Linked DNA regions of Mus musculus: region 1 is linked to region 2. Evidence: chromatin contacts called from public HiChIP or PLAC-seq data. All regions are on one chromosome and are shown on one strand. Each heading gives the region's core, a stretch centred on a gene start, on an enhancer-like site or on the middle of the called end of the contact. The rest is flanking DNA. Distances are from core to core; before and after follow the strand shown.

The links. HiChIP or PLAC-seq counts read pairs in DNA pulled down with a chosen protein or histone mark.
Region 1: a contact with region 2 is called in an HNF4G HiChIP or PLAC-seq map of pancreatic cancer cells. The contact joins two enhancer-like sites. A contact is called at or near these places in 1 of 484 Hi-C or Micro-C datasets (cerebral cortex), 5 of 115 datasets of contacts at active chromatin or transcription factors (VIP interneurons, embryonic midbrain, embryonic stem cells and 2 more) and 2 of 9 other capture datasets (liver and pancreatic islet).

Annotation. Positions count from the first base shown.
Region 1 is chr10:60,814,593-60,819,201 of GRCm38.p6, forward strand. The region is part of intron 1 of Unc5b (unc-5 netrin receptor B); the gene reads right to left. Among named protein-coding and RNA genes, the nearest start is that of Unc5b, 15 kb to the right of the region's middle. RefSeq lists an enhancer at 1-2,251. Within about 2 kb of position 2,474, at least 157 of the 459 cell types and tissues checked have an H3K27ac peak or open chromatin away from gene starts, as enhancers often do. A contact at or near this core is called in pancreatic cancer cells, where this site is marked.
Region 2 is chr10:60,908,970-60,914,154 of GRCm38.p6, forward strand. No RefSeq gene overlaps it. Among named protein-coding and RNA genes, the nearest start is that of Mir6408, 11 kb to the right of the region's middle. Within about 2 kb of position 2,137, at least 1 of the 459 cell types and tissues checked has an H3K27ac peak or open chromatin away from gene starts, as enhancers often do. A contact at or near this core is called in pancreatic cancer cells, where this site is marked.

The sequences.
Region 1 (4,609 bases), core at 1,224-3,723, 94 kb before region 2:
AGGAGTGACTCCACCCTCAGTCCCCATCTTGGCCAATTCTGGCCCAGCCTCTGGTTTACACACCCACTTCTCCCAGCGAAAGCTAGTCAGTCCTACCCTTAGGAAGCCAGTCCTTAGCTTGGGGCTAAACCTCCTGTGGAGTTTAGCAAAGACGGAGAAGGGTGAGGGGCTGGTGTGGGGGGGCTGGTGGGGGATGGTGGTGGCTGCTAACTGGTTCCACCTCGGTCTTGCTCAGAGCTCTCAGCCGGGTCCCTGGTGGCCCCCTGGAGAGGGGCTGTCTGCAGATAATCAGGGGACAGATTTGGAAAGGAGGAGGAGAAAAGCACCCAGGCGCCAGACAGGATCCTTATCTGCTGGGGCGGAATGTCAGAGGCAGCACACTGGTGCGAGAGGCCTGGAGGAGGCCGCATCTGCATCTGAGCCTGGGAGGGCAGAGGAGACCCTCCTGGGTCCTAGGGGACAAACATGGGGGGGGGGGGACTTTCTGGGCCAGACAGGGAGGAATGCAATCTACCCGGAAAGGACTAGATGCCACATCCTGTAACCGCAACCCCCACCCCCACCCCCACCCCCACCCCACCCTGGCTCTAAATTCTCACCTCCCCCAACAGAGACGGGAGAGGGACCGAGATTCCCAAGGACAACCAGACCTAGCAATCCCTAAATGGCAGGGCTGTCTGAGTCACAAGACTAGCTGGGCCCCCTGGCTAGCTGTGCTCCTGCACCCCAGAAACCCCACGCAAGTTCTACTGCAAATTCTAGGACACTTACCTCCCCTCCCCAACCTAGAAGAAAATACCACACAAAGGCAGGACCCAGAAGCCCCAAGAAGGCCACGGAGGAGCACTAGGACCCCTAGGACACTCTGAGCAAAACCCCAGGCTCCAGTGTGGAAGGCACATTTCTGGTGGGCACTGTTTACCTGTGATGGATTCCCTGGCCGGGCCAGGGCTCTCCTGGGCCTTTCCCTTGGGTCAGGATCAAGGGCACAGGCCTCAGGTTCCTGTTCAAACCCAGGATCTGCCACTGTGAACTTTGAACAGTAGTCTGAAGTGCTCACTGCCCAAGGCTTCAGTACCCTTCGCTATAAAATGGGCTTTCCGGCTCTTGTCTGTCTTTTCCACATCTGACATTCTATGACTCTACCTAACAGCTCCTGAGAACCTGAACTACCTGTAATGAGAAAGCCAGGAGACACAGATAGCTCACATACAATATTCACAGAACATCAAATGGTGCCCATGTGCTCTGGGGCATCCTGGGAGCCAGCTGGGGGCCCAGATTTTAACTTCCTGGTGACCTCTGCCAGAGGCAGTAGCCCGGTTCATATCACAGGGACAGAGCCACAGAAGGAAATGCCAGCAAGGTTCTGAAGACTGAACCAGAGGGCATCTATTCTGTGCCCCACCCCCAGCCCCAGGGAGGCCTGGCTGGCCTGTCTCTCAGCTGTCAGCTGCAGAGCTGTTTCCCTATTAGCTGCTCTGGCTGCTGAAGGAGCAAGGAGCTCTGGACAGACTACAGAGCTGTGAACAAAAGCCAGGCCAGGCAGTGGCTGCCCTTGGGGCTGAAGTGATGGACAGGGGCCTGAGGAGCCACAGGGGAGGGGAGACAATGGGAGTGGGTGGGTGTCCAGGCAAACAGGTTTGGCCAGTGGAAGGGAAACTGAGAGTGAGCAGGAACCTCCAGCATTTTCCGGGGCTGTTATTCTAAGCAGCTTTTTATTTATTCAGAGGTCAGGGATGCGGCTTAACAACTGTCAGCTCGATATTTATTACAGGTGCATCAGCCTGGACCACGGACCCTGTGATGAGGTGACCACAGGACCTTCTTTCCCCCCACCACCCATCTCCTTAGTGTGGCTACTTGGAAACCTGCAAGGAAAGGCTGAAGGGCCTTACTTTGCTGAAAGACAGCCAAAGCCAGCTCTTGGTTTACTTTGGGGGAAACTGAGGCACCAATCTACCTCCAGATCATAGAGCATCCTGGTCGTTGTAATAAACTAATGCTCTGGAAGAGATCAGACTCCAGCAGCATTTAGAAATGCAGTTAGCAACCTGCCTGTCAGCCCAGAGGATCCAGGCACAAGACTGCAAGCCTTGCTTCCAACGTGCTCAAACTGCTACTGCCTCAGTTTCCCCTTCTGCATAAGCAGGGTCATGCCACCCACTTCCTACCTAGGCTGGAAGACACCCTGCAACTAGAATTTGCTTATTCACTTTTACGTGGCCCCGGGATGTGGGGAGGAGAGACTCAGAGTGTGGGGGGGGGGTCTCTCTATAGCCACCAAGTGCCTTCCTTATTAGGTTCCTAACAAAGGCTTCTAAGGAAGGCAGAGGCAACCAATAAATCTCCCTCACCAAGAGTCTCTTCCTAACAGACTGAAGACGTGTAAATGACCCAGTGCATTGCTGGGAGTGCCAACAGGCGGAAGTGGTGGTGACATCATGCGCCCATCCGGCTCCGAGCCTTCCAGCAGCCTGAGGTCAGCTCACAGAGCCCTGGCACCTCCCCCAGCAGCCCCACACCGAGCCAAGAGGAGCCTGGCACTGCCAGCGCTGGGGCTGGGCTGACAGCTTGGAGTCCCTCCTTCCTCACGTCCCCTCTCTGTGATGCTTCCCCCCCCACACACACACACTCCAACCCCCACCACCCCAATCGCATCCCTGAACAGCATTCACCAGCAAACGTGAGATTGCTGCTTCTCATATAACACATGAGCTGTGGTGTGAACTTCTGGTAAATGGAGATCTTATTTAAACTGCGTGCTATCAGGGGAGAAGAGACAGGTTCCAACACAGCTCAGCTCTGTTGCCAGAAAAAAGGAGATGCCGGCACTGCTGGAGCCCAGAGCCATTGGTGTCTCTCAGGCACCAGGAGAGGGGCAACAGGGCCCTGGACAGCACTTTGCCATTTATTTGGGAGAGACGGACAGGATACCAGTTTCCTAATAGGGTTTGGCAAGGTTACCTCACTAGGGAACTGTTTGCTCTGTGGGACAAAAGAATGCCGTAAGGTCACAGACATCTCCAGAATGACAAAATGTAGGTGGGACAGGAGGGCCCAGAGTATACCTAATCACAGCCCTCTGCCTTCTTTGCAGACAGAACTACAAAGGAACTGAAGTCCCAGCACCCAGCCTACAGCCACTGTTGCTGGAATCTCTGTGTGCCCACTGTTGGGGCTCATGGTTGGGGAATACAGGCTAGAATCTCTTGGAGCCTTGCAAAGACCCAATGTCTATGCCAGACTTAAATATGCAGACGGGGTTGGGGGGAGCAGGCGTGTGAACTCTAGCAAATTCTAGCTAACACTTCTGTGACACACTTAGTGACACACTTAGCGAGCAAATGTTCACTGAGGCCTACTCTGTGTGGGACACTGTTCTGGCCACTGGGCCATTCCCAAGGGACACAGCTCTGCCCTCATGGAGTGAGAAAGCCAGCTAAACCAGAGAACTTCTGTGTACAGGCACATGAGAACTCCAGGTGGTGGTAGGTGCTGATGGATGGGGCTGTTAAGCTTTCTAAGAGGGGACACCTGAGCGGACACAGGACAAAAAGCTGCCAGTCTGGTCAAACTGAGGGTTCCAGTGTTCCACAGTGGAGCAGATTTCCTTATGTGGACGCGAGGGCCCTTCTCCATGAGCTATGGAATCCACGCTTCTGCCAACACCCCTTACATTCACGAGGTGCCCATGGGAACATGCCATGTTCAAAATGTGCCTAGCCATTTGAGGCCAACAGACATTATAACACTTTCTCTCTTCAGGAAATTCTACAGGTGACAGGGCTATGGGGACAATGGAAAGTGTTTGATGGAATGAAGGAAGGGAGTGGAGTCTATTAAGCTAACCCTACACCTATCAGGTAGGGAAAGTCTCAGAGAGAAGTATACTGCTTAGATGTGGCCTCTCTGCTTTGAAGGGGGATGGGGACAATGGCCCCACTGCCCTCTCAAAGTTGTCACCACCACCAACCCCTTGCACCAAACCTACACCAAGTTTCTGCCACTCAGTTACACTCATGTAAATAGCCCATTCTGCCCATTCTCGCCATGGTACAAGCCTGGGACACACCCAGGGCACGTCCATGGCTCCTCCAGTTTGTGGAAGATGGGGATGGCCTTTCCTCTCACAATACCAAAACTACCCAGACAAAATGGTACCAGATAAGGCTGTGGAGTTTGAAGTCTGGTGAAATCTGGAATCTCGCCTGTAGGGAACATAGGTCCTAGCGATCCACCGCTCAATTACATCAAGAAAGAAAATAGGACAGAGTTGGGTTGGAGTGGCTGACCCACATACCCAGGGAGAGAGAGGGGCAGATGGACGTCTTCAGATGTCCCTGCTCAGGAAAAGCAGGCTGGGTCACTGGTCAGTCAGTGGACAGACAAGTGAAATCAATTTCTAGCATGGCGACTGGCTTATGGAGAGTCGTCCCTGATTCTACCTTTGGGGGAAGGCCTGGAAACCAGCTTGTGTGGCCTTAGCTCTTCTGGACACTTGGGACCAGCGGCTTCCCTCTCAGCTCAGAGTCCTGCTCAATCTGTCAAAAGTTTGCCTGGCGTTTGATCGCCAGAAACTCATATAAAAAAGGTAGGCATAACGGCC
Region 2 (5,185 bases), core at 887-3,386:
CAGGTTGTACTGGTTTTGAAAGCATGAAGGGGTCATGGAAAGAAGCTGACTATTGGCACTGTGAAAGGCCATGGAAGGCCACTGGTGTGAAGATGCTGCCTCAGTTGTAGTTGAAGGCCCAGAACTGAAGGGGTCATGCAAAAGAGTTGAGGCATGGCACTATGAAGAGAGCCTATGAGAGGCTATTGGTGAAGCCTAGTTGCAGTTGAAGACTCAAAGTATTGGATATGCCAGTACCATGGGAGGATCACAGAGAACAGCTGCAACAGTGTGGTAGAGTCAACAAAGCCTATAGTGCTACAGAAGGTAGCAGACTTCAGAAGAAGATGTAGAACTCTCAGCTCCTCATGCACCAGGCCCGCCTGGATGATGCTGGACTGAACCTCTCATCCTGTAATCCAGCACCAATTAAATGTTATCATTATAAGAGTTGCCTTGGTCATGGTATCTGTTCACAGCAGTAAAACCCTAACTAATTCAGTATGCTTGTGTGCTCTCATAACTTTTGAAATCAGAACATAAAGTGTGGTTCTCTCTTCTTTGTTCATCCTCATCTGCTTTGTTTGCCTATTTTGAGTCTTCTACATTTCCAAGTGACTTTTAGAAGAAAGTGTCCACTCTGGGAAACTCTGCCCTTTCAACAACATTGAGTATTGTAATTCATGAACGTGGGTTATCTTTCCATCTATCCAGCTCTTCAGTGTCTTAAAACAGTATTCTGTCATCTCTGTATGTATGCAAATATTTTATTTCTTTGACTGAAGTTATTTCTAAAAACTGTACTCTTTTTTATACTATTATACACAGAACCATTTATTTCATTTTTTGGTAACTTTTTGCTAGCATAAAGAAGCACTGTCATTTTGTGTGTGTGACTCTCAGACTGTATATCTTTCCTAACATCATTTATTAGCTTTAATTGTATGTTCATTTTCTTAACATATCATTATACATATATCATTTTATGTATTATAAAAACAGAAATGGCTTTAAATCTTACTTTCTAATATGGCTGCTTTTCAATTTTTTTTCCTCACCTCATTCCTCTGCCTAGAATCCAGCACATATTGGAAAGAAGTTAAGGCAAGCATATTTGTTTTCTTTCTGACTTTAGAGCCTACATTCAAGTTTTCTTTCCTTTTAAATGACACCTTTATAAATACATTTTGTGTGTGTGTGTGTGTGTGTGTGTGTGTGTGTGTGTGCCACAGTGTTCATGTGGAGGATGGGGAACAACTTTTGGAAGTCATTTCTCTCCTTCTACTGTGGGGTCCCAGGAATCAAAGGCAGGTTTGTTGGCAACCACCTTTACCTGCTGAGAAATCTCACCCATACCACTTCATATTCAGATGGCTCCAGTGGTTAATTATATAAAACACCTAAGGTCAGAACCAAATCTATGGAAACCCCTCAGTCACAGAGGAGGAGGGAAAATTCCTTTCTTGGAGCAAATAGTACCCTGATGCCCTAACCAAGGCCGGGAGAGGAAGGGAGAGCTCCAGTCAGTACCAGTGCCAACAAAGAACATGGGACTCAGCAAGACATAGTAAGCCAAACATGGGAATATGTGAGCAGATCAATTCATGACTCAGTGAAGTTTCTTTTAAGAACACACAGTTGTTTGACATTCAATATACCTTATTATTTTAATAAGCAAAACAGAAACAAAAAGACATCAAAAAGGTATTGGAGGGGCTGAAGAGAGACTTCAGTAGTTAGGAGGGCTTACTGCATAATCTCAAGGGCCTGAGTTCAGATCTCAGCATCCACGTAATAAGATGAGTGTGGCCTTGTTTGTGCCTGGAACTTCTGCACTGTGGCACGGGGAAAGCAGAGACAGGAAGATCAGGGGTGGGGGGTGTCTAGTTGAAATACGACCCCATGAATTCCAGGTTCAGGGAGAGACCCTGCCTCAAAGAATAAGATGGAGAATGATACAGGAGAATGCCTTTCTCTGGCCCACTTGTGCACACAGGTAAACTCGCCTGCACACACACACACACACTCTCAGAGGGGGGTATTAGACAAAATTGTACACTCCTTCATGATTTAAAGCACCCCCCCAAAGCAACCGTGTCATAAACTAAGCCTAGAAGGGAGCATCCAGAACCCTAGTGAGGACATCTCTGAGTCAGAATGAATACCACAACTTGATGGTAGAAAACCCTGTTTCCACCTGAGCTTGAAAATCAGAGGGGCTCTAGTTGGTGCAAACAGACAAGAAAAAATAGAACAAGATATAAGCTTCATAGGCTGAAAAGATATCAAAGGTGAGCGCTCCCCCCCCCCTCTGTCCCTCTCTCCCTTCCTTCTGTAAATTTATCATCTTCCTATAAAGAAAATCCAAATGGATCAACAGAAAAAAACACTAGGATTGATTAGTGAGGTTGGCATGGTAACAAGATTCAAGGCTAATATGAAAAAAAATATCAATCGTATTTCTAAGCCCTGGAAATGAATAATTAGAAATGCAAATTTAGGAATATCATTTATAATGGCAGGAAATTCAGGAAATAGTTTGGAATAGTGGTAATAAAAATGTGTGTATTTCCTGTCGACTTAAGGTATAAATTATTAGTCACAGCAATTAAAAACTGATCTAAGTAAACAGAGAGTCATGCCAAATCCATGAATCAGAAAATATAACAGTGTGCAGACTCAAAGCCTTTGCCGCCAAAGCCCAGCATGGTGTAAAAAACAACACACTTGCTTGAAACTAAACAAGGAAGCAATAGGCCAATTTGGAGAAAAAGAAAAATATCTCGGATCTTCTTATACCAAATTTCAAGAGTTCCTAATAAGCTATATGAAGGGCAGTGTGGTATTAGCACAATGCTAGTAGATATTTAATTTAATTGAACAGATAAAGTCATAGAACACAAAACAGATAGATGACTGTCCTAACAGGAGTCAATGGTGGCAAGAGATTGAAGGTCATATGTGGGAGATAATCTTCACCGAAGGCCTGAGGAACCAGGTGTTCAAGGGGAAAAGGAAACAGACTCCAAGCCTTACTTCACACCAAACACACGCAAGCACATGTGTGCATGTGCGTGCGTGCGTGCGCGCGCGCACACACACACACACACACACACACACACAGAGTTCAGATGCACCATAAACCAAAGCATAAGTGCTAAAGTTCTGAACTCCCACAATAAAACAGGATAAGTCATTGTGACTTGGAGTTCAACGTAGATTTCATCTCTGATTTTTAAAGAAGCACAAACCATAAAAACTAATAAAATAGGCTTCACACAAACCTAAGACTACTGACAACAGGCTTACCTATCTCCTCACTTCCCTATCAGTATGGCTGAGTGAGAATGGACGGACTGATGGATGAACGGACAGACAGACAGACAGACAGAAGGATGGGTAGATGGGGGGGAATGAATGGATGGATACATACATGGTGTCCTAGTTAAGGTTGCTATTGCTGTAGTAAAACACCATGACCAAAAGCAGCTAGGAGAAAAAGGGTCTTATTTGGAACACACTTCCCCTGCCCTGTCTTTGAAAGAAGCCAGTACAGGAACTCAAACCCGGTAGGAACCTGGGGGCAGGAGCTGATGCAGAGGCCATGGAGGAGTACTGTTTACCGGCTCCACCATCACAGAGAGCTCAGCCTGCTTTCTCATAGAGCCCATGACCACCAGCTCAGGGGTGGCACCACCCACAATAGGCTGGGCCCTTCCCAATCAATTACTAATTAAGAAAATGCCCTACAGGTTTGCCTATGGCCAGATCTTGTGGAGGCGTTTTTCTTGATAGAGGTTTTTCCTCTTTTCAGATGACTCTAGCTTGTGTCAAGTTGACATGAAATTAGCCAGTGCCGATAAGAACATGACAGAGGGGCAAGAAAAGGGGGAGGGAAGGGTGTAGCTTGTCCTGAGCAGCAGGATATAATGGGAAGAATGCTGGGGAGGGGGCAGTAAAAAGCCCTCTTCAGTGGGTGGTGGCTTCCCTTTCCTGAGATTTACTGTTCTCAGCTAATCAGGAGCAAGGAGAACCTGCTGGCCTCCATACAGAGAAAAAGAAGGCATATTCTCCCCCCGTGTCATCTCTTTTCCCTGTTCTTGGCACACACTGACCTCCTGGGCTTCTAGCTCAGATCCAGACCTCCAGTCAGTGTTCAGCAGACCCTAGCAGCTTCATAGTAATCTCCCCTTCTGGTCTTCTGTACCCATTCTCTCCTTCTTGGTTCCAGAAGGCAGATGAGAGCAAGAGAGGAGGTCCCATTCAGATGTGTCCAGTGGAGGGAAGAACAAAACCCAGAAATGAATCTCCAAGAGCCTGCACATCCCCGGGGCTTGACAGTCTCTGTACTAGGGGCCCCTGAACCTCCTGGAATCCCTAAAGTTGCTCCCTAGGACAGCCAACCCCCTGTCCAAATCAGGTGCATGGGGATGGTAGAGGCATTGGAGAGCCTTGCCATTCCAGCTCCCAGAAAGGGCATGGGCTAAGCAAAGCACCAGCCTGGCTCTGGGCTCTAGAGCTGACAGGCCCCCGACGGGCATGGGCATTGGTTGTCACTCTGTCCGCTGAGAGTGCTTGTTATCAGCTGACAGGCTGTGTGGGTTTACCCCTCAGCCTTTGGCTCCTCACCATGCTGTGCACACCCACCCACTCCATGTTCCTGTCCCTCCTGATGTCACTTCTCTGTTAGTCCCCTGGGCAGACACCATCTCTCTTCTGGCAGGCATTTCTGCACGCCTAGCACGAAGTTAACTGGCCTGACACTCACTGCAAACCCTGGCACTGGCTGCTATTTCTGAACTGCCTGGGGACACCCCTGGCAGGATCTGTGCTAGCGTTGGCTAGAGGAGAGATCTCTGAACACGTGTGCACTCGCTCGGCATGCCTCGGGCTCAGCGCACTTGGGTAGGGGCTGAGGCATCCTGTTTAGTTACTATTCTATGCTTAACCAGGAGACCATTTCCCTGTGGCTTTCACAGGGTCCTGCAGGGGCACTTGGCATTGAATTTCATCTGGCTGAACTGTTCTTGGCAACAACGATGCTGAATGTTCCTCTCCAGCCTAATGTGGCCAGCATGGGGCTTTGAAGTCTTCTCCATGAAGCCCATTTTCCATGTCAGTAAGCGGAGCTGTCATCCACACACTTCAATCAGAAAAGCCCAGCCTCTGTCCCTCACATCTGGTCCTGCAGGCTCCCAGTGATTTC